Regions from separate parts of the Gossypium hirsutum genome. Here region 2 is linked to region 1. A link is a contact called in public Hi-C data. All regions are on one chromosome and are shown on one strand. Each heading gives the region's core, a stretch centred on a gene start, on an enhancer-like site or on the middle of the called end of the contact. The rest is flanking DNA. Distances are from core to core; before and after follow the strand shown.

Region 1 (7,789 bases), core at 3,459-5,958:
TATATTAATATGTTATTTGAATTATTTAAATTTTAAAATTTAACTCGACTCAAACTTGAAATTTGAATAACTTTTTCAAGTTAATTAAAAAAACTTAATAATTCAATTTGATTAAGTAAAAATTCAAAAAAGAAAATCAATTTTTTTGGAATGGTTTCGCCTGGGAGCTGACTGGAAATAAAGGGCACGTTTGGTTCGCTGTATTGGATTAGAGGCGTATTGGATTAGAGGTGTATTGGATTAGAGGTGTAATAGCTAATCCACTGTTTGGTTGAATGTAATGGAATAGAGGCGTAATAGTAATCTTGTGTTTGGTTGAATGGAATAGAGGTGTAATAGCATAATAGAAAAAACTAAAATGACTAGAATACCCTTAGCATAATTTGTTTTGGTAAATGATTATTGTTATTGTTATTTAAATTATAATAAGATTTTTATTATCAATAATAAATAATTTAATCATATTTAAACATAATTATTATTAAATATATTTTAATTAAAATATATAATTTAATAAAATTCTTAATAATTAATATTCTTATATTAATTTACTGAAATCATAATATATGATACTGTAAAATATAAATTAACATAATTATTATTAAATATATTTTAATTAAAATATATAATTTAATAAAATTCTTAATAATTAATATTCTTATATTAATTTACTGAAATCATAATATATGATACTGTAAAATATAAATTAACATAATTATTATTAAATATATTTTAATTAAAATATATAATTTAATGAAATTCTTAATAATTAATATTCTTATATTAATTTACTCAAATCATAATATATGATACTGTAAAATATAAATTAACATAATTATTATTAAATATATTTTAATTAAAATATATAATTTAATAAAATTCTTAATAATTAATATTCTTATATTAATTTACTGAAATCATAATATATGATACTGTAAAATATAAATTAACATAATTATTATTAAATATATTTTAATTAAAATATATAATTTAATGAAATTCTTAATAATTAATATTCTTATATTAATTTACTCAAATCATAATATATGATACTGTAAAATATAAATTAACATAATTATTATTAAATATATAACTTGAAAATTATATTCTGCATAAACATAATTAACTTATACTAAGAAAAAGTTAGATGAAAATGAAATTGTACATCATAATCAATATGTTCAAAAGTTTTACAACATCAAAAAGTTTGAACATTGATATTTAATGGTGAGAAAGAAATCTTCTGACCCATTCCAATCGGGCAACAGAAGGTAAACTGAAGAAAACTGAAGAAAATTTAAACTTTAAACTATATACTTTTAAGGATAAAAAATATTAAATTAAAATTTCTATTAAAATTTTAACTTTAAAGCTAAATATAAAAATTAATGAATTTAAATTAAGAAAATTAAAACAAGTTACATTCTATATTAGAATTACATAAGAAAATTGTTTACATTCTATATTAGAATTACATTAGAATTACATAAGTTCTGTTTACAAGTTACATTCTCTCATGACCAACTCTCAAAATCAACTCTTTAAGGGATCTTTTTTCCCTTTACTCGGTGTAACTGAGTTGCAACAGGTGGTTTATCCATACTTTTCTTGCCATCCCACATGTAAACATCATTTATAGCAGTAGCAGTTGCAGCCCAGTACTTACCAGCAGAAATGCTTACGATTGTTTTCTCAGAAAGGGAATATAGCTGTACAAATTCATCCAAATGAAGTAAATAAAAGCTTCACTCCAGGGGAAGTTAAAATCAACAAAGACAATGGAATAGAACCTGTTGGCATCTAAGATGAGGATCTGAGGAAACCCAATAAAATAATGCTCCATCTTCAGTAATAACCATGCTATGTACCATCCCGGCAACTATTGCAAAATAAGAAAGATCCATCTTCAGTAATACTCATTATGCATAAAATAATTAAAATTATGACCATGTATTTAAAGATATAAAAACATGAATATCAAAATAAGAAAGATCCATAGGAATTTCAAATTCATCACTTATACGGGCATCCCACAATCCATAAATTTCAAAAACAGTCATGGATGTTAAATTTACAAGTTTCTTTATCACACAACTTACACCATATTGAAATTCAAATCCATTTTCTGAAACTCAGATTCCTAAGTATAACCTAAGTGAACATTTCACAGCTATCAATTATTTTATGCCTTCTATGTTATATCATGACAGGCAGCTCAGTCCATATCTCTTTAATCAATTGCTTAGTCCCAATTTTGTTTAGCATTCAGTACCTTTTACATATAAACTCAACATACAACAATAAAATCCATGTCTCAACATGTAAGCATTTGCAATAAAAAATTGAAAATGAAGGTTATGCAATAAAAACTCACTTTCGCAGGCTGTCTGTGATTAGCATCTAATTTAGAAAGGAAAAATGATATTTCATTTTTCAACTTGGGCAATAATATAGATGAATTAAATTAAATGATTCCTTTCAATATTAGCTTTAAATCTGATCAAAAAGGGAAAATGGATAAATAATGAGTACCTATTCTCAAGTGGAATATATGGATACCAAGTTGTGAAAGTATACCAAGTTGGGATTGCACTCCTATTGAACTTGTACTGCACCTAAAGTTTCCCCTCCGTTGAAAAGGGAAAAATCAGATGTTCGACTATAAAACCATAAAACATTATATGGAAAACAAATTAAAAAAAACTCTAGGTTTTGCGGAAGACAAACAGATCAGTAATTTTTATAAAATTTTCCAAATCTATTTAAATATCATTTTAGTGTTTCAAATTCTTAGCTAATTAATCTTCAAAGCTAAAAACAACATGAAAAAAAATGATAAAAGAAGGCAAAATTTAGTAATGTCTAGTTCAGGGAAGCAAAGCACCCATACTGCAACTTCATATGCTTTATCCATTATTATGCCTTACATGATCGATTTAAGGGAATTACAATATTCATACAATGATGAAAATCAGGCCTTCTTCAAGAAGCAGAACAAGGCGAAACATGTCAATCTAAGGGAGCAGAACAAGGCGAAACATGTCAATCTAAGGGCCTTGGAGCTAAGATTACATTCTATTCAGACACATTCTTCAAAACTATGCAAACAACAGCAGAACCTATTTTTCGAAACTAAATTATCCTTGACATTGGTACTTCCAGCAACTAAAAAAATGCATGTGTTCTCAGTAGTTCAAGCAAATATTGCATGCATTTTGCTATACACAGAAAAAAAGACGGGTCTCAAACAGCTAACTGAATCATACCAAGTCCTGTTTGTTGGCGAACACCAAGATGATAGCATTGCTCATAAATGGATCATTGATTATGGCCTGGAAAAAAATTATTAAGAACTAAAAAGAGACTATGTACAACCATATTGGCTAACAAGTTTGTGCTTGTTCTAAATTTACAACCTGAAATTCCTGTTTAGCTTGGCGAATCCTCTCTCGGTCCAAGGAATCAACAACGTAGATTCTGTTCTAAATTTCACACGACCACTTTGTTCAAATAATAGCTCCTCCGTGGACAAACAAAACAGAAAACCATCAAAAGGAGAAAGCCTCAATCATGTAAATCAACCATATCTAAAACCAAGTTGCCTACCGATAGTGGGAACAGTTGATAAAACTGCTCCAATAATGAAATCGAAATACAAACAATATGCTGCTTAAAATCCATTAAACGAAAGTATTAGGAACTCATTAAACGAAATACAAACAATATAGCACAAACTATAATTCCTAAAAATCAAAACGCTAAAACAGATTTTAAAAAATGAAGCCAGAATTTAAAAGAGCTTATCTCGGAAATGATTTGGCAAGCTCTAATCATGCGGTTTTATTAGCTGCAGTAGCCCCAACCAAAAGGAACTTCAAAAATTCCTCCAATAACTCATTACTAGCGGAAGTGTCGTTGGGATCTCGGGCCAGGACCTTGCTGAAACAAAGCATACAACACATTGCACGGTGGCGGTTCACTTTAGAATTTGAAAGAGAGGGGTCAGTGTCTTGGTGAAGGCGACAGAGAATTGATGAACGGAAGGGGATTTCGAATGGACGGCTGAGAGCTCCTTCAACTTAAATTCCAAAACATCAGCAGTATTGTCTTCATAGAAATTTATGCAAGAAATTCCAAAGTCATGAAGAATTAAAACAGAAAGGCAAGTAGATGGAAATAAATGATTGAGAAGAAGTTGAGAAAACTTTACCTTGGGTACGTTGAAGGAAAGAATGAGGCTTCAGAGTCACATGAGAAACAGATAAAGATGGCTTCTGCGAAATGAAACATGTATGTTAGGTGTTGAAATTAAAAAAAATAAAGAAAGAGGGGAAGATGATGAAGAAGACGGTGGCGGAAGAGAGAAACTTAAAAGCGTGTTTTGAGGAGGGAGAGGCTGGAGGTGACTTCGCTCGCAGGTTCTGTTTGATGTTGGGAGGGAGAGGCTGGAGGTGGATTTCTAGTTGGGAGGGCAAATTAGGGCTAAGGCTGTAAAACGGGTGTAAACTGAGGAGGAGGCAGGGATTACAAAACAGAGAATTTCGGGGATTAGGAAAGTAACGGATTAGAGGGGGATTAGCAATACATTGAACCAAACGGCAGATTAGAGGGAGATTAGGTGGGGCCCACCGATTAGCCAATACACCCAACCAAACATGGTGAAAGTGTTAATGAGGGGTTCTTTTCGGCCCAAATTTACTTTGAGGCTTTGAAGTGACCCAAAAACCCTCAAACAAGAACCGCCCCAAGTCAAAACCCGAAGCCCCTTCTCACTGAAAGGGTATCAAACGGAGAAGATATTGAACCGGAACCGGCTTTTCTTTCCCACCTTCTCTTCCTCTCTCCGGCGATCCTGGCTGCCGCCTCTTCGAATCCAGACATGGAAGAGAGCGAAGGTAGGTTATCGAAGCTAGTAGCGGTGATTGCTTGCATCGCTATGACACTGTTTTATGTTTCTATTCTTTACGCTCCCACTCTGATCCTCCGCCTCCCGCCTCCCCAATCCTACGAGAATTTCATGATCCGACGGTTCATTTGCGCCGCCGTTTGCTCCGTCGCGTCCGTTATTTTCTGCGCTTTCGTCCTTCCGGTATACCTCTTTCCTTTGTCTCTCATTTTTATTTCACTCATTTATTATTATATAATTATGAACTAAGTTGAGATTTCTGTCATTCTGTGAAGTAAGTGGAAACTTAATTCATTGAGCTAAAAAGTGAACTCATATATAATTAGAGATGAGCGAAATATTGAATTGTTAACATGCATTGAACTAAAGCCATTTAACATTTTCATGTGAATGTAAAATCATCCATTTTGCGTTTTACAGAAGTGCTATTATTTGTTTTTATATCCAAAACACGTTTGTTCCTTTTTTTTATTATTCTAACAATGTTCGATTATGCGTAGATAACAGGTGGGGAGGCATCTTACTCGTTTGGGGTTTATGGCATTCGATCGGATCATTTTGTAAGAATCATACTTATGGAGTATATTTCCTACATTTTTGTTATGGATTTATTATTTATGTTTATGATCTGCTGGTTCAAAATCAGTTCTTGAAATGCAATTTTATGTGTGAAACAGTGGCAAGCAATCGTCTTTCCTCTTTTCTTGACTTCTCTTATGTATGCTGGATCTTTGATATTCAAGTCCATGTTATTGGTAAATAAGTGGAAGGAGCATAGACATCAAGAGGGAGAGCCACTGTTAGGTTGTATAAAAAGTACCCTTCTTAGCCTCCCGGTCCAGATGTCTTCAGTAACTTCCAATGTTTTATTCTGGAGGAATTTTATTGTGGTTAGTATGCTTACCACTTAAATTTCTTCATCTTTTGAGTGAATGCAAATAATTGTAAGGTCTATAAATAGGGTGTGTTTGCAATATTTTATTGTTGAAAAGGTTGCATTGTGCTTGCTTATTCTAGAAAGTAGTCTTGCAAATGGATTGAATATTGTGTTACATGTCCTGCTTATTGTTCAATGTTTAACAATCCTTCTTAGGAGAACAGCAATAATTGAAAATTAGAAGGAAATTTTCGAAATTGTTCCCTGTTTCTTCAGTCTTCATTCCTTAATAGTACTTTAATGAACAGGCACCAGTGACGGAGGAGTTGGTGTTTAGAGCATGTATGATTCCTTTACTTCTTTGTGGGGGATTTAAAGCATACAATGTCATTTTTCTCTGCCCTACTTTCTTCAGTTTAGGTGAGTCTTTTTTTGTTTAACACAGTTCGATCATTCATGAGAGGATTTATTATCTTTTTTCCTTTGGGTGTTAAGTATTTGTAATAGCTTAGACATGCTTTCATTGCATATATAGTGGTATGTATCGGTGCAACAATCTGTTTTTTTAACTTTTACCACAGTATAAATAAGTTAAAAAGGATAAGGTTGGCACGAAATGATCCATTTTTAAAATCTTATTATCCTATTTTGCATGTTCTTGTTGATATTTGCAGGTGTTGCTCAATTATGTGCTTGTGCATTTATTGCATTTCTTAACCATAATGCTTTCTATTTCTGCCACATTGCATATTGAGTTGAATGGCATATAAACTGTTTCAACTCTGTTTTGTCAATGTCTTGCAGCACATTTGAACCATATGATGGAGATCTACAGCCGACATAACTATAGCTTGCTTAAAGCCTCCTTGGTTGTAGGTACAAACTAGATTTTCCTGCTTGAATGTGATGGTTGGAATGTTATTTTAAGAGGAAAGACAATATATATATTTATATAATATAAGTGTAGAGTGGGTTGATTGCTTTTGTCTTTTAGGTAGAAACTTTGGTTGGCTTGAAGCTTTTGAACCTTGTTTTAGGAGCAAGAATGTTGTTTTATGTCTTTTAGATGCTAATACATTGTTGTTTCTTGTGATGTGGTTCTCAGGTCTCCAGCTTGGCTACACTGTGATCTTCGGTTCATACGCTTCATTTCTCTTCATTCGAACAGGTTGGTGGTCAATTTGCTGATAAATGTTATTGCCTTTTTTGTGATCTTTTTCCTAAGTACATATTGGTCCCACTCCATTTCTGGTTTGCTTTTGTGTTGGAAAGAGATTTCTTTTTCGTTTACTCATTTCAGCTTTCTGTAAATTAGGAATAGATAAAAAATGGTGAAATATGGATGCAGTTGCTGTAGTATTGACCCTAGGTAGAAAATAACCTAGAAGCAGATAAAAGGGAAATTTTATTGTTATTGTTCTTATTATTGTGATATTTTGTTATACAGATCTAGAACAATACAGGTGTTTTTGCTATGGGTCAGTTTATTGTCTCATTACACTTTATCATTCTGCCTCATTGATTCTACGTATATTAATTCTTTGCAGGAAACATTGTCGCTCCTTTAGTTGCCCATGCATTTTGCAATTATATGGGATTGCCGGTGCTGTTTGTACATAGGAAAGGTACGGATTAGAGTTTCTATTACTTGGGTCCCTTTATAATTTTGCTTTCTCAGTGTACTAGTATGTATGCCTGGACAAATTGCTTACCTTTTTGGTCCATTATATTGATAGGGCTAGTTAGCATCGCATTCGTAGCTGGAATGGTATCATTTGTGTGGCTTTTGTTTCCTATAACATGGCCGGACCTCTACAATGAGAGTACCAATAATTGCAGATGTTGGCAAGGATATTGTTCATGGAACAAATAGTAATGACGGTCCAAAGGGGAAGGACTTTTTGGTCTGACATGGGTTGTTTGCCAAATCGGAGCATTGACTAGATGGAATAGTAATAGTATAAACAAACGATGAAACGAGTGTAGTTAGGGATTGGAAGCATGTG
Region 2 (7,789 bases), core at 3,353-5,852, 150 kb after region 1:
CTCGCACGCTAAGTGCTATTCTAGATGTTTCGCATACTAAGTGCCATTCTCGATACTTTGCACAGTAAGTTCCATTTATATATATATATATATATATAGTCGAAGCTATCTCAAATTGCACACCAAGTGCCACTTTTAACCGAAGCTATTTCGAACTGCACACTAAGTGCCATTTTAGCCGATAAGTCGTTAATCATAACAATAATCATGTATAGACAATTTATACAATATCAAGCATTAAAAGCATAAATTTAACAATGCTTAATACATACAAACTTACCTCGATCGTCAAAACGTTGAAATGGACCGACTAGTCTGAAACTCTATTTTTCCCTCGATATAGACTCGTACGAGGCTTAACTTGATCTAATCAATCAAATTCAGCTATTTCAATTCATATTCTATTAATTTTAACTCAATTTCATATTTTGGTAAAATTACTATTTTACCCCTACAGTTTTGACATTTTTACAAATTAGTCCCTAAGCTCGTAAAATGCAAATTTAGTCAATTTCATCATAGCCCAAGCTATCGAAATTTCATACATGCTCATATCAACCCATATTTTTCATTTATTCACACTTTTACTACACAATTTATTATATTTCATAATTTAGTCCAAAATTGACATTTTTACTAAAATCCACTTAACAAAACTCAATAATCTACCATCAAATATTTATTTTCTATCATTAAACATCAAGATACTCAAATATTCAACAATGACATAGTCCAAATACTTTAACAATTTTGAAATCGAAGGTACGGGCTAGCTAGAACACAAAGCAACGATCTCAAAAATGTAAAAATTATTAAAAATCGAGATGAAATGGACTTACATGCATGGACAACCATGGCCGAACCTTCAAAGCTTTGAGAACATTATTTTCTTTCTCATATTTGGCTATTGATGAAGATTATAGCATGTAATTTGACTTTTGTTTTATTTTATTTTATTATAATTACCAAATACCATATTTAACCTTAATATACATTTATAATTTCCATTATACCAAGCCATGGAATTCCACTATCAACAATTATGGAATAATTACCACTTAAGGACTCTCACTATTTAATTCCATAGCCATTTAATATCTTTAACTTATAGAACACAACTTTTATGCTTTACGCGATTTAGTCCTTTTTGCTTAATTAACTATCAAAACGATAAAATTTTTTAATGAAACTTTAATACCATCTTATTGCCACTCCGTAAATATTTATAAAAATATTTACGACTCGGTTTATAGAAACGAGGTCTCGATACCTCATTTTCTAAACCTACTTGACCTTATGGTCATACCACTTCAACTTAATAAATCGCTTATAAAACAAAAATGACAATATCAAAAACCTTTTTTAAACTCACAATTAACTCGTAAATATTAAATATAATATTTACAAACCTACTCTTGTATTTGGTGGCCCCAAAACCATTGTTTCAATTAACCCTAAAAACGAGCTGCTATAGTTTGGCCCAAACCCTCATTTATTTTCTCACCTAACCCGTCAGGCCTAGAACCATTTTCTTATGATCCACTGCCTTCGCCCTCAATTGGATGCACCATCAGTCTAACATCTCCTTTCTTTAAAGTGACTTACCTTTCCCCATTAAAAGTGCAAAAAAAATTTCCTTACCCTTTAATTTTATAGTAGAATCATCGAAGATAATCACATCCCCATCCCCAGCACTTATATTCAGATTCCCAATCCATTTAAGGTCAATAATCTTGACCCCGAAGTTGCCTTTTTTTACCCCCATCCCTCTAATTACGCTAATTCCTCTATCCCCACCGTATTTTCCACTCCACCACCATCCATGGTCCAAATGCCGATCTCTTACCACCGATCGTCGAATTTGATGGCTTCAAGTTATCACTGGTTATCCTAGTCTTAAGGCTTGTCTCTGCCGTCAACGAAGGACATGTTTCCTTCAGGTGATCATATTTTCCACACGAAAAGCATATGGTTGGCAAGGCTTCATATTTCACCCTTATCAATTCTCCATTCGCCAACACTTGGGACACCAACGGTCTATTAAGATCTACAAAAACAACTATTCTAGCGAAATAACCCCTGGTTTTCTTATCAGTGTTGAAATCAAGTTTGGCCACTTTGCCCACCAATCCTCCCACTGCTTCCAGAATTCTCTCTTTGCACATAATATACGGTAGACTGACATTTTGATCCATGCCAAAACTACATTCAGGTAAGGTTTCTTAGGGTTGAAAATTTTTGTCCATGGCTAAACAATGAGATATTTACCATATATTATCCATGGTCCTTACGTGAGCACTTTATTATAATATTCAATAAACTGAAGTTTAGCTAGGAAATAACCGTTGTCAATATCATTAGATGGAATGTTAGAAGGATGCCATAAGCTACTGACCTGATTAAACAAGGTGTCTTAACCAATATTACGCCCCAATAGCTTCACCACAACCGTTGTCTCCATATCCTTAAATAGGATCTATTGGATATGATCCAAGAACTCTGTCGCCGGAAGTCCATTGACCATGGATTTTTTAACATCTCTTTCTAGAAATTCCAAATCTTCAATAATATCATTTTCATTAGATCGGGGCCCTTCCTCTTGAACTGAAACCTCTTTCACCAGCAGCATCTGTTTCCAAGATACTTTTGGTAGCGAAATCAGATCCATAATGAACATCAACATCCTGCTCTTTAAACTGAACTTTTTTTGTTTTCCGGTCATCAACAAATCGAGATTTAGAGAGCTTATCGTTTTCCAAAGAAATATCCATTTTAATTTGTATGCTAAATTTAGTAGCATTTTTAATTTTAAATCTCATTAAATTTATAATTTAATATATTTATCACAATTTTAATCAATTAAATGGATATATTTATTATGATATTAATGTTTTCCATTATATGTTAAGAAAAGTTAAACCATTGCAACATTTAATACAAATTATTTTATTTTTAATGCATGTAATATTATATTTTTTAAAAGATAATTCTATGCTTAATTTAATTATTTTACTTAATATTTCTGATTTTTAATAGTAAAATTTTAATCAGTATAAAATTTTTACATATACAGCTAATAACAATGTTGACTATTTTCATTAGTCATGAGCAATTTATACCATTTGAAGTTAAAAACGCAATTTAGTTTTAGGATTCTGAGTTCAAGGTTCAATTTGTTTAAGGTTTAGGTTGGAGTTTGGAGTTTATGGTTTAAGATTCATGGTTTAATGTTTAGGTTTAAGGTTTAAGTTTAGGGTTTAGAGTTTATTGGTAAGGTTTGGGTTCAAGGGTAGGGTTTAGGGTTCTATGTTTGGGATTCGGGATTTAAGATTTAAGGTTTAGAGTGTTTGGTTCGGGATTCAATGTAAAAGAATTTCTAAAATTATGTATCAATGACATAAAAAAATGGTCGAAATGTCATTAAATAATTAAAAATGGACCATGAATGATGTGATGGAAATGATCCATAAAATAATTTCTCTTTTTAAGAACTTATTTTTTATTTTTCCCAAAATTTAGGAACTAATTATTTAATTTTTGAAAATTTTTAATAAAAATAATTTTGAAAATATTTTATAATTTTTAAAATTTTTTGAGGTTAACCAATTTTACATTTACACATGATTCAATTTTGAATGCTACAAAGAATATATTAATTTGTTTATTTTGACGGAGATTAAATTGTTTATAGTTTATTAATGAAAATATTTAACACACACTGTCATCAAATGTCTTTTTTTTTTTTAACTTTTTAATAGTTCATAAATTAAATTATATATATATATATGAGTTAAGGCAATAATAAAATTATATTTTGACCTCCTTATAAATATATAATTTACTTTTCTCTTTTTTTTTTGCTTCCCCTAATACAAGTATCTCTATATATTTATTCCTAAATTATTAAGAGTAGGTTTGTATTTCCTTATCCATATATATATTTTTATAAAAAAGAACTATAATAGGTAGAAAACGATTATATATTTTGTTATTTACTTGCTTTTTGGAAAAAGAAAAAAGAAAAAAATGTGGTTATAATGGTATGGACGTGGAAGCACATGATCATGGGTGTAATTACATGAAAAACAAGAAGGCAATTGATACAAAATGTTAAACCAAAAAACAAAATCTAGTAAGGTATCCAGGATGGAGTGAGCTCAAGTTGAAGCACATGGCAAAAGATGGTCTTTATATAAAAGAAAGGAATATAGGATATTGCACATGGTTAGCTAGGTTTGGCCTGGTTTGATGACGATCATGGGCTGGCTAATCGTAACCGCCACCCAGCACTACTGCATATAATAGCCACGTGCTTCAGACAGAGGGATGATTACAATTTACTCAATTTAAAAATTTTAATTTTCATTTTACATTTAAAATTAAATAATTGGAATTATATAAATTTTTAATCAATTTAAATAACTAGTTGGAGTTAAATGGTTTAGCTAAGATTTCTTTTATCATAAAAGAAAAGTATCATTGAAAACAGAAAGTACAACATATCAACAAGATTAATATAAATCTCACCCCCAATCAAAGACCTAGTCGGCTCACTCTTACAAAAAAAGCCCAAGGCTAAATAGACACAGACCCAAACTCTTGGAGACAAAGCCGAAGCCAGCAAAACCCGAACCCTCGGATAGGGAGTTGAAGCGGACAGAACCATCCGCATATCACACGTATCACATCAGAAAAGGGCGAACAAGGAGCAAAACCATAATCATGAAGAAAAGGCAAATCCACCTTGATGAAACTAAATATAGCAAGATCAGAGGCTAAGGTTGGTATCATGTTATGTCATTGGAAAAACAAGCCAGGGGGAATCAAGCCTAGAAGCAAAGACGTTGACTACATGATCCAAAATATCCCAAAGAGATGTCAAGATTCTAGGTCCAGTTCTCACACTCTCCCGACTGATCGTACCTTCCTTGATCAACTTTAAATGAAGAAGCACAAAATATAAAACAAACGTAGAACAAACAAACATAAATAAAAATAGCACAATACAACATAACACAAAAAGCAAATAAAGCCATTAGATAACGAGCACAATGGCGAAGACCACGATTAGAAGGAACCGCGAGTACCTAAAAAAAACCCATCCAACCCTGTACAACGAAGAGACGACAATAGGGGTATCCTAACAACATTTAAGTTTTAAGTGGCCAGAAGGGAGGTCACTGGAACACTTGACCATTACCGTTCAGGCTGGTGAAGTTTGCAACGCTAGAAAGCAAGGAGGGAGATGACAACGCCCACACAAAACATGAAAAACAAAGCCAAAAGCAGAAAATAAAAATTAGAAGATTGCAAGGTGAGTGAAACAAGGGCAATGAAGCATGAAAAAGAAGATTGATCGGGAAGACGGTGAGTGATGTTTGTTGGTAACGCAAAGGGAGTAATCCCACGTTGGTTGAGAAAAGGCTTCTAAGAGAGTTTAAATATAGCCTGCACATCACCATGGCCCAAACTTGGTTTGCATTTGTGCTAACACTTTCCTTTTGGATACTTTTTTTTCTTTTATAAATTATTTTTAGAATATTTTTAGTTGCGGAAAAACCTCTAACCATTGCGGAAAATTTGATCAGATGCACTTTTTAAAAAAACTGTCATTGTGTATTTTACCATTTTGCCCTTTCAAAAAACAATATAAATAGCAGGTCATTTTCCTCATTTTACACAACAAACAAACAACAATATTTCTCTCGTTTTTTCTTTTCTCTCGTCTATTTTCTTTTAGCATTTTTTCAATAAAAATTTTGATTACATTTTCTGCTTTGCTTTCCGATTCCTTTCTAGAAGAGCACTACCAATTGAGTTCCACATTCTTTATTTGGGTGTACGAATACTAAATTACTGTATTAACCTTGAAGGGTGATGTCCTCTACCCGATTACAACAATCAGTGCAAATTGCTTCTAAGGTAGTGGTTCTTTCACGACACAATATGTAACGCCCCCACGCCCGAAACCGTCACCGGAGTCGAGCTTGAGGAGTTATCGAATATAATTTATCAAATTAAGAACTTCAAATCTTTTGTTTCTACATTCACAGCTTTCTAGCTACTCGCGTCACAGTTACAAGAAAAATCATATCTCGAGTTATGAAACTCGAAATCAAGATCTGTAAATTTTTCATAAATCTAGACTCATATATCTATTTACTAATTTTTTTCTAGAATTTTTGGTTGGGCCAATTAGTACAGTTTATTAGTTAAAGTCTCCCCTGTTTCAGGGTTCGACTGCTCTGACATCTGTGTATTACGAATCAGATATCTCTCTATACAGAATTTCAATGACTACGAGGTTTGTTTCTCTTAAAAATAGACTCGATAAGGAATCTTTAAATATAAAGAATGACTTCTAATTATTTTTTTACAATTTATTATGAATTTTTAAAGTCAGAATAGAGGATCCAGAAATCACTCTGGCCCTGTTTCACAAGGTTTCAAATATCTCATAAAGTATAATTTATATGCCTGTTTTTTTTATCCGTATGAAAATAGACTCATTAAGCTTCAATTTCATAACTTGCTCATCATTTAATTCCATTTATACTATTTTTAGTGATTTTTCAAATTCATGTCATTGCTGCAGCAATATTCTGTTTTAAGGCAAATTTCATCTTTTTATGAGTTGTTATGAACTAGATAACCTATTAAACTTCCATAATATCAAACATGATCTAAATTTAACCATCACCATGACTTATCAATATCAAACATTTTCTCAACCAATCATGGCCATATCATAAAATTATTTACACAAAATAAATATATTGCTATACATGCCATACTTAAGTTTTACAAGCCATTTACCCAGATGAAAGTCCTTTGGATAGTGTGATCGAACCTTCGACCCGTCCCGATTCCCAAGCTGGCTTGTTCAAAACTACAGTAAATAAAGAGGAGGGAGTAAGCATAAATGCTTAGTAAGTTCATATGTAAATAACAAGTAACATAACAATACAAATATACCAAACAACTTTAGCATGGTATCACCAAAACATATATCATATTTCTAAACATCATTCATCATCTTACTACCTTATCGTTGTTGTATCTATTATCAACCCGAGGGTTAAGAACATACCTGTCCAAAGTGTCCATTTCACAACACTTACCAAAACGTCGCTTGCATCTTAAGTGTTCTTTCATTTCACTAGAAATTTCACCCGTTGAACACATCGGAATACAACTCGGATACACGGATAATTTGCACAAAAGTGCCTCATATGTAATCAAGAAATCATGTAACCCGCCCCTAAGTGAACTCGGACTCAACTCAACGAGCTCGGGCGTTCGCATCCATAAGTGAACTCGGACTCAACTCAACGAGTTCGGACATTCGCATCCATAAGTGAACTCGGACTCAACTCAACGAGTTCGGATGCTCAACCATCCTAGTGACATGTCACTTGTATCCTAATCTATTCCTAAGGTTCAAACGGGCTTTTTTCCTCGATCTCACATTGCCGTCTTCCATGGAATATCGGAACCGATACTCGGTAGCAATTCATATTTATCAAGTAGTAAACATAATTTGCATATTACTCAACATTAACCACAAAGCATAATATTTCACGATAAAAAAATCATCATATCATATAATTAACATCAATAACTTAAAAATAACAATTATGCTACATTATTTACACATGAACTTACCTCGTATGCGAAAATGGCTACTTTTACCATTTCGTCCACAACTTGGTATTTTTCCATTTTAGCCCGAATTTCAGTTTTCCTTGCTCTATCATTTAAAATATAGTCTAATTAGGACTCACATTAT

Evidence for each region. A called contact is a pair of places that touch in the nucleus more often than the background predicts.
Region 2: a Hi-C map of leaf shows a contact between it and region 1, with 4 times the contacts expected there. The contact joins the enhancer-like site here to the promoter of LOC107948290 in region 1. A contact is called at or near these places in 3 of 34 Hi-C or Micro-C datasets (all in leaf).

What each region holds. Positions count from the first base shown.
Region 1 is chrA04:50,360,550-50,368,338 of Gossypium_hirsutum_v2.1, reverse strand. It overlaps LOC107948290 (CAAX prenyl protease 2), which reads left to right and starts at 4,708. Exons shown (of 7, transcript XM_016882785.2): 1 at 4,708-5,089; 2 at 5,407-5,466; 3 at 6,092-6,203; 4 at 6,588-6,659; 5 at 6,889-6,951; 6 at 7,331-7,408; 7 at 7,520-7,789. The coding sequence starts at 4,880. The coding sequence ends at 7,656. LOC107948291 reads right to left here and starts at 4,631. Exons shown (of 6, transcript XM_016882788.2): 1 at 4,211-4,631; 2 at 3,417-4,078; 3 at 3,267-3,332; 4 at 2,533-2,615; 5 at 1,791-1,879; 6 at 1,409-1,709. The coding sequence starts at 3,304. The coding sequence ends at 1,542.
Region 2 is chrA04:50,213,629-50,221,417 of Gossypium_hirsutum_v2.1, reverse strand. No RefSeq gene overlaps it. Among protein-coding and RNA genes, the nearest start is that of LOC121228455, 41 kb to the right of the region's middle. Within about 2 kb of position 4,602, at least 2 of the 9 cell types and tissues checked have an H3K27ac peak or open chromatin away from gene starts, as enhancers often do. A contact at or near this core is called in leaf, where this site is marked.